Regions from separate parts of the Mus musculus genome. Here region 1 is linked to region 2. A link is a contact called in public HiChIP or PLAC-seq data. All regions are on one chromosome and are shown on one strand. The core of a region is the stretch at or near the end of the contact, and the rest is flanking DNA. Distances in the headings are between cores, read along the strand shown.

Evidence for each region. HiChIP or PLAC-seq counts read pairs in DNA pulled down with a chosen protein or histone mark.
Region 1: a contact with region 2 is called in an HNF4G HiChIP or PLAC-seq map of pancreatic cancer cells. The contact joins the promoter of Fam174c here to the enhancer-like site in region 2. A contact is called at or near these places in 7 of 39 promoter capture datasets (the 3T3-L1 cell line, 3T3-L1-derived adipocytes, the C10 cell line and 4 more), 1 of 15 datasets of contacts at CTCF or cohesin (the NIH/3T3 cell line), 11 of 484 Hi-C or Micro-C datasets (CD4 T cells, CD8 T cells, the G1E-ER4 cell line and 7 more), 6 of 115 datasets of contacts at active chromatin or transcription factors (CD8 T cells, the HPC-7 cell line, effector CD8 T cells and 3 more) and 2 of 9 other capture datasets (adipose tissue and liver).

Annotation. Positions count from the first base shown.
Region 1 is chr10:80,171,259-80,178,468 of GRCm38.p6, forward strand. Fam174c (family with sequence similarity 174, member C) reads left to right here and starts at 1,686. Exons shown (of 3, transcript NM_027207.2): 1 at 1,686-1,916; 2 at 2,951-3,067; 3 at 3,559-3,861. The coding sequence starts at 1,708. The coding sequence ends at 3,559. Cirbp (cold inducible RNA binding protein) reads left to right here. Exons shown (of 7, transcript NM_007705.3): 7 at 1-397.
Region 2 is chr10:80,067,388-80,073,857 of GRCm38.p6, forward strand. Sbno2 (strawberry notch 2) reads right to left here. Exons shown (of 32, transcript NM_183426.2): 5 at 4,970-5,131; 6 at 2,581-2,664; 7 at 2,224-2,320; 8 at 1,895-2,049; 9 at 1,472-1,605; 10 at 1,298-1,388; 11 at 941-1,084; 12 at 1-7. Among named protein-coding and RNA genes, the nearest start is that of Gpx4, 17 kb to the left of the region's middle. Within about 2 kb of position 3,979, at least 215 of the 459 cell types and tissues checked have an H3K27ac peak or open chromatin away from gene starts, as enhancers often do. A contact at or near this core is called in 3T3-L1-derived adipocytes, the G1E-ER4 cell line, the HL-1 cell line and 8 more, where this site is marked.

The DNA of each region.
Region 1 (7,210 bases), core at 436-2,935, 100 kb after region 2:
TTCTAAATTGTCGGGTTGTGTGGGTTTTGGTTACTCGTTTTTGTTTTTTCAGGTTTTTTGGTTGTGGCTTTTCTTTTTTTTTCTTTTTTTGTGTGGTCGCCCCTGAAGTCTGGCGCCCCACCCCTCCTGAGATGGAATGGACTCGATTTGAGCAAGCCATGGCCCTCCAGCTCCCCAGCCCGGCTGCGGAGTTGCAGCAGGTCCTGCCCATCGGGCACATGTCTCAAGCCCATGGGGAGCATAGCAGTCCGGGAGGCTGTGGAAATGTTTATTTATATTGTCCTTTTTTACCGAAGACATGCATACTCCATCGATGTTGTATTCACAGTGGCTGAGGAATTCTTGTACGCAGTTTCTTTGGCTTCACGAAGCCGATTAAAAGACCGTGTGAAATGAATCTCGCTCTGACCATTTCCCTTTCATTGCCGACACTGAGCTGCGGCTCCGTGGCCAGCAGAGCAGCTAGGAAGGCAGGGCAGTGCGGGAGGCAACAAGCAGCCAAGTGGGGACGGGAGTGGGCAGTGCTGAGGGGCTGCAGGGCGGCAGAGGCCTCGCCCAGTACAGGGCCGGGTGCAGGCAGGGCCAGCGAGGCTGCCTAGCGGCTGCGCCCCGCCAGTTCCAGGCATTCTCTGCTAGCCTCCGAAGCCGCAGCCCTCGGGGGACAGACGCGAGCCACAGACCCTCCGAGACTCGCCCGCTGCTCCCCCGCTAGCTCTGCAGCTGGCCTGTGCCTCGAGGTAACACTTTCGCTCGCGCTCGTGTCGCATCCCTCCGGTTTATAGCTCACTTGGACAGAAACTTAGACTTGGGGTTGACATTTGCTTCCTGGAAGTCTGAGTCAAACTGGTGGTACCTCCCGCCAGTATAACGCGGCCGGCCAGAGCTACCGGGCGCCCTGCCTTTCTGGGCATGTTTTTGGTCCTTGCTTGACAGGCTTTAGACCTGCGCTGCTGCCTTTAGTTTTTGCCCAGAGTCCGTGAAGCTGTTGAGCAGGACAGAGCCCGGCTCTGCTCGAGGCGGGCTGCAAAAGGGCGCTGACGCCCTGGGCATGGCCACCTTGGGACGAACCACTTGGGCGCCGTGAGGGTGGGAGGTGGGAGGGCAGGCGCTGCAGGCCCACAGGGATGCCAAGAGTCACGCGCCTTTGTTTGGCAGGATGAAGGGGAGCCAACCTGAGCCATGGGAGGATGGCTGACTCTGGGTCCTAGAGGGTTCCACAGGATCTGGAGCCATAGACTGCACACAGTTTGCCCGGTGAGTGCCCGAGGTCAAGGCCTGGGGTCCTTGGACACTCCGGGTGCTCAGAGGGTTGAGGGATCCCCCACCCCTAGAAGCTGGACTGGACTTTCCCTGATTGATCTCTTCTCTTCTTTTCCAGGCAATTCCTGAGCTAGCACCTGGCTCGTGGGCGATGCAGGCTTCTGTGGAAAAGATAAAGAAGCTGGGCTGGCGTGGTCGCTGGGACAGAATGTTGTGGGGGCGGGGGGGGGGGGGTTGGGTTGCCTGAATAAAGGGCTGTGACCCAGAACCCCCGACTCTGTGGCTTGGGTCTGAGACGTGGCAGGGATAGGGGTGACTAGGGCGCAGCGGGTAAGAGTCTTAGTGTCCACCCATCTCCATAATAAGGCGCTAAGATGAACAACCCTAGGATTGCGCAGGGCATTGTGGGCGGGGCGGGGCTGTGTGCACTTCCGCCTCAGCTCCGGCATGGCACTACGCATGCTGCTGCTGCTGCTGCTCCTCTGGTGTAGCAACCCTGGTTCCGCTGAAAACTCCAGCCTGCCGGGCCCACCTTATAACCACACAAACGGGAGGCTCCCGGACAGGGACACGGGCTCCGCGGTGCTCCGCTTGTTCTACGTAATCACTGGGCTCTGCGGCCTGATCTCGCTTTACTTCCTCATCCGGGCTTTTAGGTGCGTTAGCGCGGCCAATCAGCATCTAGTGAGTCAGGGGGAGGAGGAAATGGGCGGGAGGGCACGTGATTCAGGCTGCCGACTGGGTTTTTTTGTTTGTTTGTTTTTTTTTTTTTTTTTGGTTTTTCGAGACAGGGTTTCTCTGTATAGCCCTGGCTGTCCTGGAACTCACTCTGTAGAGTAGACCAGGCTGGCCTCGAACTCAGAAATCCGCCTGCCTCTGCCTCCCAAGTGCTAGGATTAAAGGCGTGCGCTACCACCGCCCGGCCGACTGGTTCTTATTCTTGTCTCTTTAATTGTGATTTTAAGGCTGACGAGGTGGGCAGCGACCGCAGTATGGCCATCCTCCTAACTCAGCCTCTCTGGTGGTGTGGTGACAGGGGTGGGAAAAAACGTGCTGTACTGCAAAAACTGCAGAAATTCTTTCCTTGGCTGAGGCTCATAAAAGTTTTGCCTAACACCTGCAAAATGCTGTGTGCTGATACATGTCTGTCATCTCAACACTTGGAACTGGAGGCAGGATGATCAGAAGTTAAGGGTCAGCCTGTGTTGCAATACACTGAATCAAAGAAAAAAGAAACCAGCCTTTCATCTTCCATTTTTTTCTTAGCTGCTATGACAGTGCCTTGTGCTTTAATTAGGAAGCTGTGGCTGGCAATCCAACCCAATAGTATCCATGCCTCTACCTCCGTGGTTTTCACTATGCCAAGAGTTGCTCTTATAGTTTGGGTTTTGTTTTTTTGTTTTTGTTTTTTGGTTTTTTTTTCGAGACAGGGTTTCTCTGTATAGCCCTGGCTGTCCTGGAACTCACTTTGTAGACCAGGCTGGCCTTGAACTCAGAAATCCGCCTGCCTCTGCCTCCCGAGTGCTGGGATTAAAGGCGTGCGCCTCCACGCCTGGAGCACTTGTAGTTCTTATGACAAAGGATTCACATCTGGCAAGTGCTTTGGGGGTGGAGGGAAGCATTGCGTGGGTACCCTGGACTTGGTGTCACCCGTGCTGAAGTTGTTTCTGAGGGTGTTTCTGTCCTGCAGACTCAAGAAGTCACAGCGAAGGAGGTATGGGCTCCTGACCAACACGGAGGAGCATGAAGAGATGGCCTCTCAGGACAGCGAGGAAGAGACTGTCTTTGAAACCAGGAATCTGAGATGGTAGGAAGGACTTCATCACTGAGACAAACTAGCAAGGGACAATGTCTCTAAAAGGGCTCAGGGTCTATCTCAGAGCTAGAATCCCCCAGTGAGGGGCTGGGAGTGTGCCAAGAAGGTGGAGTGTCAATAGGGGTTTTGGAAGCTCTAATGGAAACAGATGTTGGAGGAAAGTGCCACACAGGGAATGTGGTACCACAGAGGGTAGAGCAGAACTGCAATGAGAACAAAGGTGGCTTCCTCAGGGTTCTGAGCAGAGTTGAGTGTCCTGTCCTGGTGATGGCTGCTATAGAGCCAAGACCACAATAGGCACTAGATCTGGCTTTCCAAGGGCCCTGGACACCAACTTTATCATCTTCTGTGGTCTCTTCTCCCTACCCTGGTGGACCTGCAAGGGACATCACCTTCTACAGGCTGGGCTGGGCTGGGTTGGAAGGAGGCCCAACCAGTCCCATCCTTCAATACCATATCTTGTCCTGTTCCTTCCCTTGCAGATGTTGAGATGGAGATGACAGGCTGCAAGGACAAGAGAAAACATGTAGTTCTGTGAGCTCTGATGTCAACCTTCCTGGACAGAGCCTGCACAGGCCCTAGGGGGCAGCATAGAGACCTCATTGAGACTAGCCCACAGACTGGAGGGCCCCAAGGCCAGGCTGATGTGGGCTGCTCCGTCAGCCTGCCTCCTGTAAGGGACAAGAGCATCCTCTGATAAGGTGTGATGGAGCAGGGGGCCTGAGGATCTCTGTGCGCCTTCCTGCTGCTTTGGCAACAATAAATGAAGAGTGGCTTTGTAGCTTATCTGAGACCTCCCCCTTGATGCCACACTCAGGTGTCCTGGTGAAGTGAATGAGGGTGTCATGCCTGGCTGCCCTGCCTAGGACAGGGCTCTCCTGTTCATGTCACTGTCCCTAGAGACTATTCTTTTTCTTTTTCTTTTTTTATAGTATAGAATAGAGTTTATTCGGGGCATGGGGAGGGGAGTTAAGAGGGTAGCAGAGGCAGAGAAAGGCAGAGAGAAGGAGAGAGTAGAGAAATGGGGCCTGGTCATGGCCATGTAGAGAGGGGGGGGAAGGGAATTAGGAGTAAGGGGGCAAGAGGCAAAAGAGAGGCAAGAGGGTAAGAGGGTAAGAGCGAGAGAGACTATTCCAAGGCTCCAGTTATGACACTCTGGCTCAGTGTATAGTCACTTACTGCAGTTTCTCAGGATCCTATGGGCTACAGCTCAGAATTAGCCAGTCACCTGCCTCTCTGGTGCTTAAATTTAGGGAAGAGGGATAGGGATGCTAAGTCACTTGCAGTTTGAGGTCTTAACCTCAGTTTTCCTCAGTGTTGAGTCCACACTGCTTGGTCATAACAACTAATTGCCACCAGGTGGCAGCCACATACCACCTAGCCTGCCTCCCAGCTCCCCCACCCCCGCCCCCGCCCCCAGTTACTCTGGGACCAGGTCTCCTCTATTGGTCCTCTTTCAGAACCCTCATAGTCGGAACTCCTTGTCCAGCTCCTGCCCTATAGGTGTCCAGACTTCTTCCACTTCCATACCCACTGATACTCCCACTGGTCTGAGCTGGGTCCCTGAGGCTGGCTGAGCCTACTTACTATGAGTGTTGGTGTCAGGCTGGGTGTGATGGAGAGCCAAGCCATAGCCCACCCTGTATGTCTCTATCTGCCCCCTTCAGTGGCTGGGTCTCTCCTCAGCCTGGGGTGCTCCCCGCAGGAAACCTCTGTTCTGCTTTCCCAACTTGTACCCAGGGGAATCCAGAGCTCCTGAGTCACAGGTCTGGGGTTCCTGTGCCCTGTTGGTCATTCCCCATCTTTGTGTTATGACTGCTGATATGGGCCTGGTTCTAGTCCCTGGAGCTGTGCCCCAGGCTCCTCAGCTCAGCCATTGCTGGAGCTTCAAAAGAGAGGGTGATTAGTCTAATGAGATCAGGAGAGACCCCAGCCCCCACCCCTGCTTCTGCTCCCAGGGAGGGTGGCCCCACCACCATCCGCAGTCACTGAACCCCAGCATTAGCAGGGGTAATTGGCAGTTCCATCAAGGTTAATGCACTATTAGCCAGTGCTCTTGCACAGCTGAAAGCTGGGAGAAGGGCCTGTCAGGCAAGATGGAAGGCCTTGGGCCCTGGCCAGCCTGTGAGTGCCCAAGGAGTGAGTGTGTGCCCCTGGGGTGAGGAGTGTGAGTGTGTGCACCTGGGGTGGCTCTCAGCACACACACAGCAGGGCCAGGGGCTTGAACTCAGAATGCTGTTGCCACCTGTACCCATCCTGAATCTGAGCCTTGGACTGGCAGAAAGGCTCAGCAGGTGAAGCCACATGCTGCCAAGCCGGAGTTTGATCCCTGGACCCACGTGGTTGAAGGAGAGAACAAACTCCTGTAAATTGCCTTCAGAGTGCCACACCACAATACAGGAAAAAAATAAACTGTCCCCCGAAGCATCATCCCCCCAATATGGGCAAACCAAGCCTCTTGGTGCTCCCCTCGCCCCCAAAGAGCTAGCTGTCAGCTGCTCCATTGGGGACATGGGGGCAAGTGCATGTCACAGACCAGTCACATCTTCTTTGGAAGTCAAGAGTTGACAGCTGCGACCCTACATGGATGGAGTTCCACAAAGGGAAGGCAGGCCAGGGTACTCTGAGTCCCTCTGTAGGGCTCAGGCTAGCCTCTCCCAACAGGGGCCTGGGTAGGCACAGCAGTCTGCTGGGACTTGGACAGTTCTAGTTGTGGGAAGATGGGTTTGGGATCAAAGCCTGACCTGTGCCTTGAGCTTGAGGGGAGGGGAAGATGATAGACAGGAGAGAATGAGAAGGGATGGGAGGGGGGATGAATGGTGGGAGGGTATAGAAAAGGGAGGAGGGAGTGCTTGCATTGAGAAGAGAAGAAGGCAAGAGGGAGGGAGGATTTCCTCTGAGGTTCTGTTTGCCAGTAATGCAAAGATTATTATTTCTTTGGGCTCCAGTGGGTGCCTATTGCTTGGGTTGGGCAAATATCTACCCTGTCCTTACTCTGCAGGTGGCAAGCTAGAAGGGGGGCACTTGTGGGATCCATAACCCACCCCCAACTCCCAACTGCCCAGCCCTGTCTCAGCTCAGGCGGGCAATTTGGTACAATTTATTCTGTAATGAGAAATTTCTCTCGGCATAATTTTAGCCTCCTGCCTGGCAATGTGGCCTTTGATGGCTGTAGAGTCACCAGACACTGAGATCAGGAGCCTGAGGCTTTGCCCTGTGTACCAGAGTGGCATGGGTGGGGCATGGGTGACCAACCAGGGTTGATGAGTGAAGCCTGGAGACAGGGTTGGCCCAGGGCCACTGAAGACCGTCAGTGTGGGTTTGAATCATAGGGTGAGCAATGGCCTGAGCACACAGCCCCAGCAGATGGTTGAAGGACCCAGATATCCCATAACAGATCTCACCTGATGGATCTGAAGCCACCTTTGACCCTGGTAACTCCTGACCTTCATTGATGCTTGTCTCCATGGTAGGCCCCTGACCTCTGACTATCTCCAAGGCAGGGTCTTATTTCCAGTGACCACTGGCCTCATGGTCTGAGGCAGGATGCCTGCGGAGGGCATGGGACTTCCTAGGCTCCCTGTCACTATGGTGGCCAGGCAGGGCTCCCTGGAACAAAAGGCCTTCTGAGGCCCTGCTCTCCCCTCATCTGTGTGTCCTCAGGAGCGACAGGCAGGCTTGGGAGGTAGAGTGGGGGACAGCCGCCTTTGTTCCTGTCCTCACTCTGGATCTGACCTTGAGACAACAGACAAGAACAGAAGGCAAAGCTTTCTGCTCAAATCCACTGGCGGCAGGCAGCTCTCAACTCGGTGGCCCCAGCATGCAAATGAGGCCTGGTGATGTGGCCTCCTTGCTAGGTGTCCTTGTGACTGGCCCTGGTGATTGAGAACCTAACAGATACAGTCTAGTAGATGAGACTACCCTCTTGGTTGCCCTCCCCATTGCAAAGGGGGTGCTCATGTCCCAGACAGGGCAGCTCCCCAACATTCACCTTTATGGGCAGAATGCTTAGACATGTGGCCCTGTGTCCTGTGGGTGCCACCAGGGCTTGACCTGGAAATCCCAGAATACCCTTGACAGCCAAGTTCAGGTCCCCAAGTAAAGCCGGGCCTACAAAGAGGAGAGACATATTTC
Region 2 (6,470 bases), core at 2,729-5,228:
ACACAATCTGAGACACTCTGGGTTAAGGAGTTTCCCAGGAGCACAGGAGGTGTCCCCAAGCACTTATCCCACAATGCAGCAGAGGGAACTGGGGAAATGTGGGGGGACTTGGGAGTTTGAGGACCACTCAATACTAGTTAAAACGGTGCTAGGAGCGGGTGGCATGGGGCCCAGGGGCAGCCACGCTTGCTTAGCATGCATGAACCTCCCTCCAGGTTCCATGCTCAGTAGCACACAAGCCAGGCCTAGTGGCTACCTTGCCATGACAAACCCTGCTGTGGCAGACCCTGTCTCAAAAAATAGGGGGTGCACCAAGGAGGGACACAGCTTAGACTACACAGAAAAACTCTCAAGACCGAAGGCCAAAGTACCCAGAAGAGCACGAGAGTGGGAGAACTGTGCTGAGCTCTTGCCACAGCAGCACAGAGCCTGTGGGCCCAACGCCCACCACTCCTGGGTCCCTGGGCACATCCCTGGAGGACCAGTGGCACCTGCCAGTGGCCACATTGGGGAGCCCCAGAATGGACAAGCTCTGTCTAACACTGCCAGCCTTTGGTGTGCATAGTAGTCACACTGTTCCCAACAGTCACTCCTAATACTACAGAGAGTCTGGCTGCCTACAACCACAGGCTGGCTGGAAGCAGACCAGGAGGATGTAAGGGCGACGTGCGAGTCCTGCTCTATGCTCAGTCCCCAATATCAGAATGGCTCTGAAAGGGGCTGTGCCAGGCAGAGGTGAAGACACAGGCCTACTATGATGGGGCACTCCTCGCTGGTCAGTGCATGCCAATGCCTCCGTCTCCACCTGGGCCTCTCCTAAACTGAGCCTCTCACATTCAACACCCACTCAGTACAGCCCTAGTCCTTCAGCTCTGCCCTCTCCATGCCCATCCATCCACCCACCCACCCACACACCTATCCATCCCTGGCAGCAGGATACCACACCATCGAAGCCCTCACCACACCACTGCAGGATCTGGCGGAGGCGTGTGCGATGCTGCCCACCTGCCTGGCTTTCTCCAATCAGGGCAGAGTAGGTGGCAAAGAGGACACCCTCTGAGGTAGTGTTGTCACCGTACTTGATCTGTGGACACAGGTTCAGACATGGGGATGTGTTCAGGGGTTTCCCTGGCTTAGACTACCTCTTGGGAAAGATTCCTTGGCATAGCCAGGCCACCCACAAGCCTCCATTTTCCCCCTGATAAGGGAAACCTAGTTCAGCTGGGACAGTTCCCTGCCTCAGTTCTTTTCTTACTAAAGGGGTTTGGATTCAGCTGGCAGTCTGTGCCTGGCCTACCTTGCTCAATGCATGCACTGCAATGCCTGGGGCCTCAATGTCTCTCAGGTCCCGTTCCGCATCATACTTGAGGTCATTGGAGGCACTGAACCTACGGGAGTCGCCTGGTCAGGAACGCCTCCCTGTCCCACCCTATGCCACCTACCCGCTCCACTAGGCCTGGCAGGTACTCACCACAATGCCTTCTTCCGGCCCCGCAGGTAGTTCTCCACTATGATGCCAGCCACTGTGCGGCCCTTGCCCACGCCGGCCCCATCCCCAATCAGAAAACCAGCACGCTGCCCACTGGGCAGCAGGACCTCGTGTTGCTGTGGTGAGCATGAACAGAGGTGGGTCAGGCCTGTGTGCCTGGCACCCTCCTTATGAGCTGGGGGGGGGGGCGGGGCGGGGAGGCCTGGCACCCTCCTTATGAGCTGGGGTGGGGGGGGCGGGGCGGGGAGGCCTGGCACCCTCCTTATGAGCTGGGGGTGGGGGTGGGGGTTGGGGCGGGGATGCCTGGCACCCTCCTTATGAGCTGGGGCGGGGGTGGTGGTGGGGCGGGGAGGCCTGGCACCCTCCTTATGAGCTGGGGCGGGGGGGGGGGGGGAGGCCAGCTACCTGGCAGGCATAGGTGATGGCTTCCAGCTGTAGGGCAGACAGGGTGCTGTTGTCTGAGGTGGGTAGCGCTAGGGTGTAGGTGATGTCCGGGGGTGGAACACTGGACAGTGTGCTGGTCTCAACCACACGGTCTGGGTGTTGCTTTCCAATCTTGGCTGGACAGGGGACAGAGGGCAGGCAGACTTGGCACATGACAAAGGAAGAGTGGCCAGCAGGATGCCATTCATCCACTGCACACACAACCTGCTCCTGACGCCCCACACTGTGGATGATGAACCCACCCGTCTTCTTAGTGGTGTCTCCGTGCCATCCCTGGCCCAGACACTTACACTTAGATGGTACATAGTCAGCATAGGTCTCAGCATGGCCCAGTTCCTCAGTCTCCTCCTCTTCCTCCCCTTCTTCCTCCTCAGGCTGGCTGTGTGACTATAGGGGGTGGGTGACAGTTCAGGGGTCTGGTCCACATTGCAGTGATCCAGCTTCCCCAAGGGCAGCAGGGATGCTGCACAAAGTGGCCCCAGCACACTGACGTGGCTCTGCCCTCAGCCCTAAGGTGGGGTCTCAGTTTTCCCAACTGTAAAACGGGTAGGGCATCCCAGCACCCAGGCTGCCCAGGGCATGGCACACTGGAGATGCCTTCGGAGTATCTCTAGATCCCCAGGAAACACTGCAGCCACTCAGATCACCTGATAGCTGATGAGAAGTGGAGTGCTGGAGAGCGAAGTCACCGGGTCTTCAGGAGCCGAGAATGGCCCACTAGGTATGAACAGCTGTAGGGGACAGCAGGGCAGGGTGTGAGCCATGGCCTTCTATGGCAGTGTCTGTGTCCTTAGACAGGGGACTGCTCAGCCTCAGGGACCAAAGCCTTGCCTGACTCATCCTGGGACCTGGCAGACCATGGTAGGGAGGGCTGACAACAGTCTGTGTCTCTGTGGCACATGGGAGACCCCAAGATGGTAGCCCCTGGTCCAGGGAAAAGTGGACAAAAGCCAGCCAGATAGTCCCAGGATGCAGACTTGGGCCCTGAGGGCTGGGCAAATGTCCTTGGGAGTAATCTGTGCTAAGGAACTGCCCTACTACCTGTGTGTGTGTGGGGGGGGGGGGGGCTGAGGGCCTCCTCGGGGTGAAGGTTCTATTGTGAGCAACAGAGTGAGAATGTCCCCAACACTGTGACCAAACTGCAAATGTCCCTCTGTAGGAGATATGGATGGACCACAGTGCTGACCAGGTCTGGACAAGTGGTGTGGCCTGGCCTGCGGGCTGAGTCTAAAGCCACTCAGGGTACATGGCTCTCTTTTGCACACTGATTCTCAACTCCTCAATCTAGAGACATACAGATAGATTTTAAAGATTTATTTTGTACATATGGGTGCTTTCCTTACATGTATATAAAGCACACTGTGTGAAGGTAGTGCCTACCGAGGCCCGAAGAAGGTGCCAGACCCCCCGAAACTAGAGTTACAGACGGCTGAGCTCACCATGTAGAAGCTGGGGACAGAGCCTGTGTCCTCGGTAAAGGCATCATACCCCTTAGTTTGTTTGTTTTGTTTTGTCTTTTTCAGACCAGGGTCATGTAGCCCAGGCTGGTCTTCTCAAACACCCTAACGAGCCGAGGGTGACCCTGAACTCCCTGTACCTTCTGAGTGCTGGGATTACGGGGACAACACCACACCTGGGCCATCTGGTGCTGAGGACGGAGCGCAGGGCTTGGTGCATGCCAGGGAGCACTCTCCCCACTGAGCCACAGTCCCTCTGATTGGCAGCACAGGGACAGCTGCTCAGCCTCCAGCCCTAACCTGGAGGGCTTGCTTCAGATGCAGCATCCTTGAGGGGGGACAGGAGTCTCTGAGGCACTTCAGGCACAGTCACTGTCACATGTCCCTTGCTCTGCTGGGCACAGGGCCAGGGGTGTTGAAAGCCAGCGGAAGCTTGGGAAGGTTACAAGTCCACACTCAACCCTCCTGCCTTGTTTTTTTTTTTTTTTTTTTTTTTTTCTTTCTTAAATTAACAAAAACCCAAACAGACTGTGGAGGTTCCTGGAAGGCTGAGTCATGTTCCGGGCTGGAGCAGCACAGGGTGTTGGGTTTCAGATATGGCTGTGGCGCTTGGTCCAGGCAGCCTGGGGCCCTGGGCAGGATAGGCAGTACCCTGTGGCCTTGATCTCATAGCTCCACACAGTAGGGGGTGGGGGACACACAGGGACTGCCGGTCCTGCTGGCTCTGCACCAACTGCACTGTCAGCCCTTAACTCTGAGCTGTATGGCACCAAGGCTTCCTTCCTGAAGACTCCTGGGAGCCTCCCTAACTTACACTCTCAAAGTCTAGAAGCTTCCATCTAGAAGACCCTGGCAAGGCCTAGTCCATGCCAGGAGCTCCCGACAGAGTAACCATACATACCTCCCAGACACTGTTAGTGTCCCCTGGGGGCAAAAATAACTGCTGGCTAAGATCCCTCTAGGTCAGAGTCCTGCACACCCGGAAGCCTCTGTGTCCCACAGTCACCTGCCTGCTGAGTGGGTGGACAGAGAGAAGTTGACCCCAGAAGCTAGGGTCCCCTGAGAGACACTGCTTGCCTCAAAGTGGCGGTCAGTCACAGTAGACCATCCATCAGGTCCACTGAGGGTGGAGAGCCTGGGATGAGAACTGGTGACCCAAGCTACCTTTAGAGTCAGACATGCTGGCACACACCTGTCACCCCAGGATTCAGGGACTGAGATAGGTGGATTGGTAGCCCAAGGGCAACCTTGGCTAAAAGAGTAAAGTTGACACCAGACTGGGCTATGTGAGATCCTGGCTCAGAAACTAAATGAAACCAAACAAAAATAAACTCAAACTGCTTTCCACTCTCTCTAGGAATCGCTGTGTTCCTAGCAGGTATACAACAGCTGGGACCCAGTATGGGGCATGAGGGGACATGGGGTATGTGGAGGCCTTTAGGGCTGTGGGACTGGCCCGCCAGCCTGGGGTATAGGACCCCTTATAACCCAGGCCTGAACACACTGTTGTCAATCACAAGCTCTGCCACCTGTCCACCTGTGTCACCAGAGTGCCCTTGGAGGTGCCCTGAATGCTGACCTTGTCATGGGTAGTTGAGGTGGTGCTGACATCCCAGATGGTAGGCACCTCGTTGAGGCTGTCAGCCTGCAGGAAGTCAGGTGTGTCTGGGATGTCTGACAGGGAATCCACAGATGAAGAGAAGACAGAGGCATTGGAGAGGTCCTCGAGGCATGAGGGGTCCTAGGAGACAGGCAGCAGTGACACAGTGGCCAGCTGTGTGTGCACTCAGGGTCCAGGCGAGCAACCATGTGTTCCAAGTATCACACAGCCAGGAACAGGACACCACAGCATGGAGTGACCATGAGGACATGGCGCTCAGTGAGGGCAAGACACGCAAGGCCGGCCACACAGCGGGGACTCCATAACAGAAAATGTCCAGACTAGAGAACGCAGGCATAGCAAGTGGCTCAGCATTCCCAGAGCTGGGGAAGGGTGGGGTGATGGCCACGACGACAACATTAAAACCACAGGAATGTACAGTTTAAATGAACTATGGAATATGTATGAACCTGAATAACCACGCTGTTTACTTTGTAGCCCAGGCTGCCCTCAGAGTCACTGCAGTTCTCCCCCAGCCTCCTGAGTGAGCCACCACGCCAGACAGACAGGAGTCCTTTCTCCACCCTGAGTCCCTGAGAGCACCTGCAGGCTGGGATTCTCCATGTCCCAACCCTGACGCATAAGGGACCTCTGGAGGCCAGGGTGCCGCCCCTGAGGCCTGCGCCTGGGCAGTCACCCTGTCTGTCTCACTGTGCCTGTGTCCCACAGCAGCCGCAGCATAGTACTCTTCAGTTCAGGATCAGGTAACCAGAGCGACCTGTCCTGCTGACGGCTCCCAGGAAGCCCGGGGAGCATCGCCTTGGCAGGGCAGGAGGCCAGGAAGTCCCACAGGACTACAATCAGGACCAGGGGTAAGCTGCTGTGGAGAGTCCATTTACACACCCTCCCCCCAGCCTTGACAGTGAGCACTCAAGGGTGCACAACAGGCTCCCCAGGCTCTGCCTGAGAGACACCCAAGGTGAACGGGTGCTTAGAGGCCAGGGAGGATAGGGCTATGCTGAGTGAAGGGGCTGTCCTGAACCTAGGTAACCCGTTACAGGTCACCTGCTCTGCCCCAGGAGACAAGAAGGCTAAGTGACTAGGCAACGGGGTTTCAAGGCTTCAAGGTCAGAAGAGACAGAAGAGCCCTGAGTATGGCCCTCAGCCTACCCAGCCTGGTGTGAGGCTGCCATCCAGGGCTTATTTTCTTAGACTCAGGAGTCTTGGTCCTGGGTAACTGCCCATCTTCTCTGAGGGTTAGCATGTCCAGGGCCATTTGGTCTTACCCAGAAAAGGGGAGGCAATTGTCTGGGTATCTAGTGACTTCCTAGGGAACCCCAAGTGACCGTGGGTTGCTATGGGGCTGGGTTCTATAACCCCCACCTCACAGGGCACTATGACCCCATTGCAGAGGTGGCAGCCTGCATTCAGGGGACAGGAAAGGACCTGATAGGCTTTTGAGACCCGTTTCCCCATTATA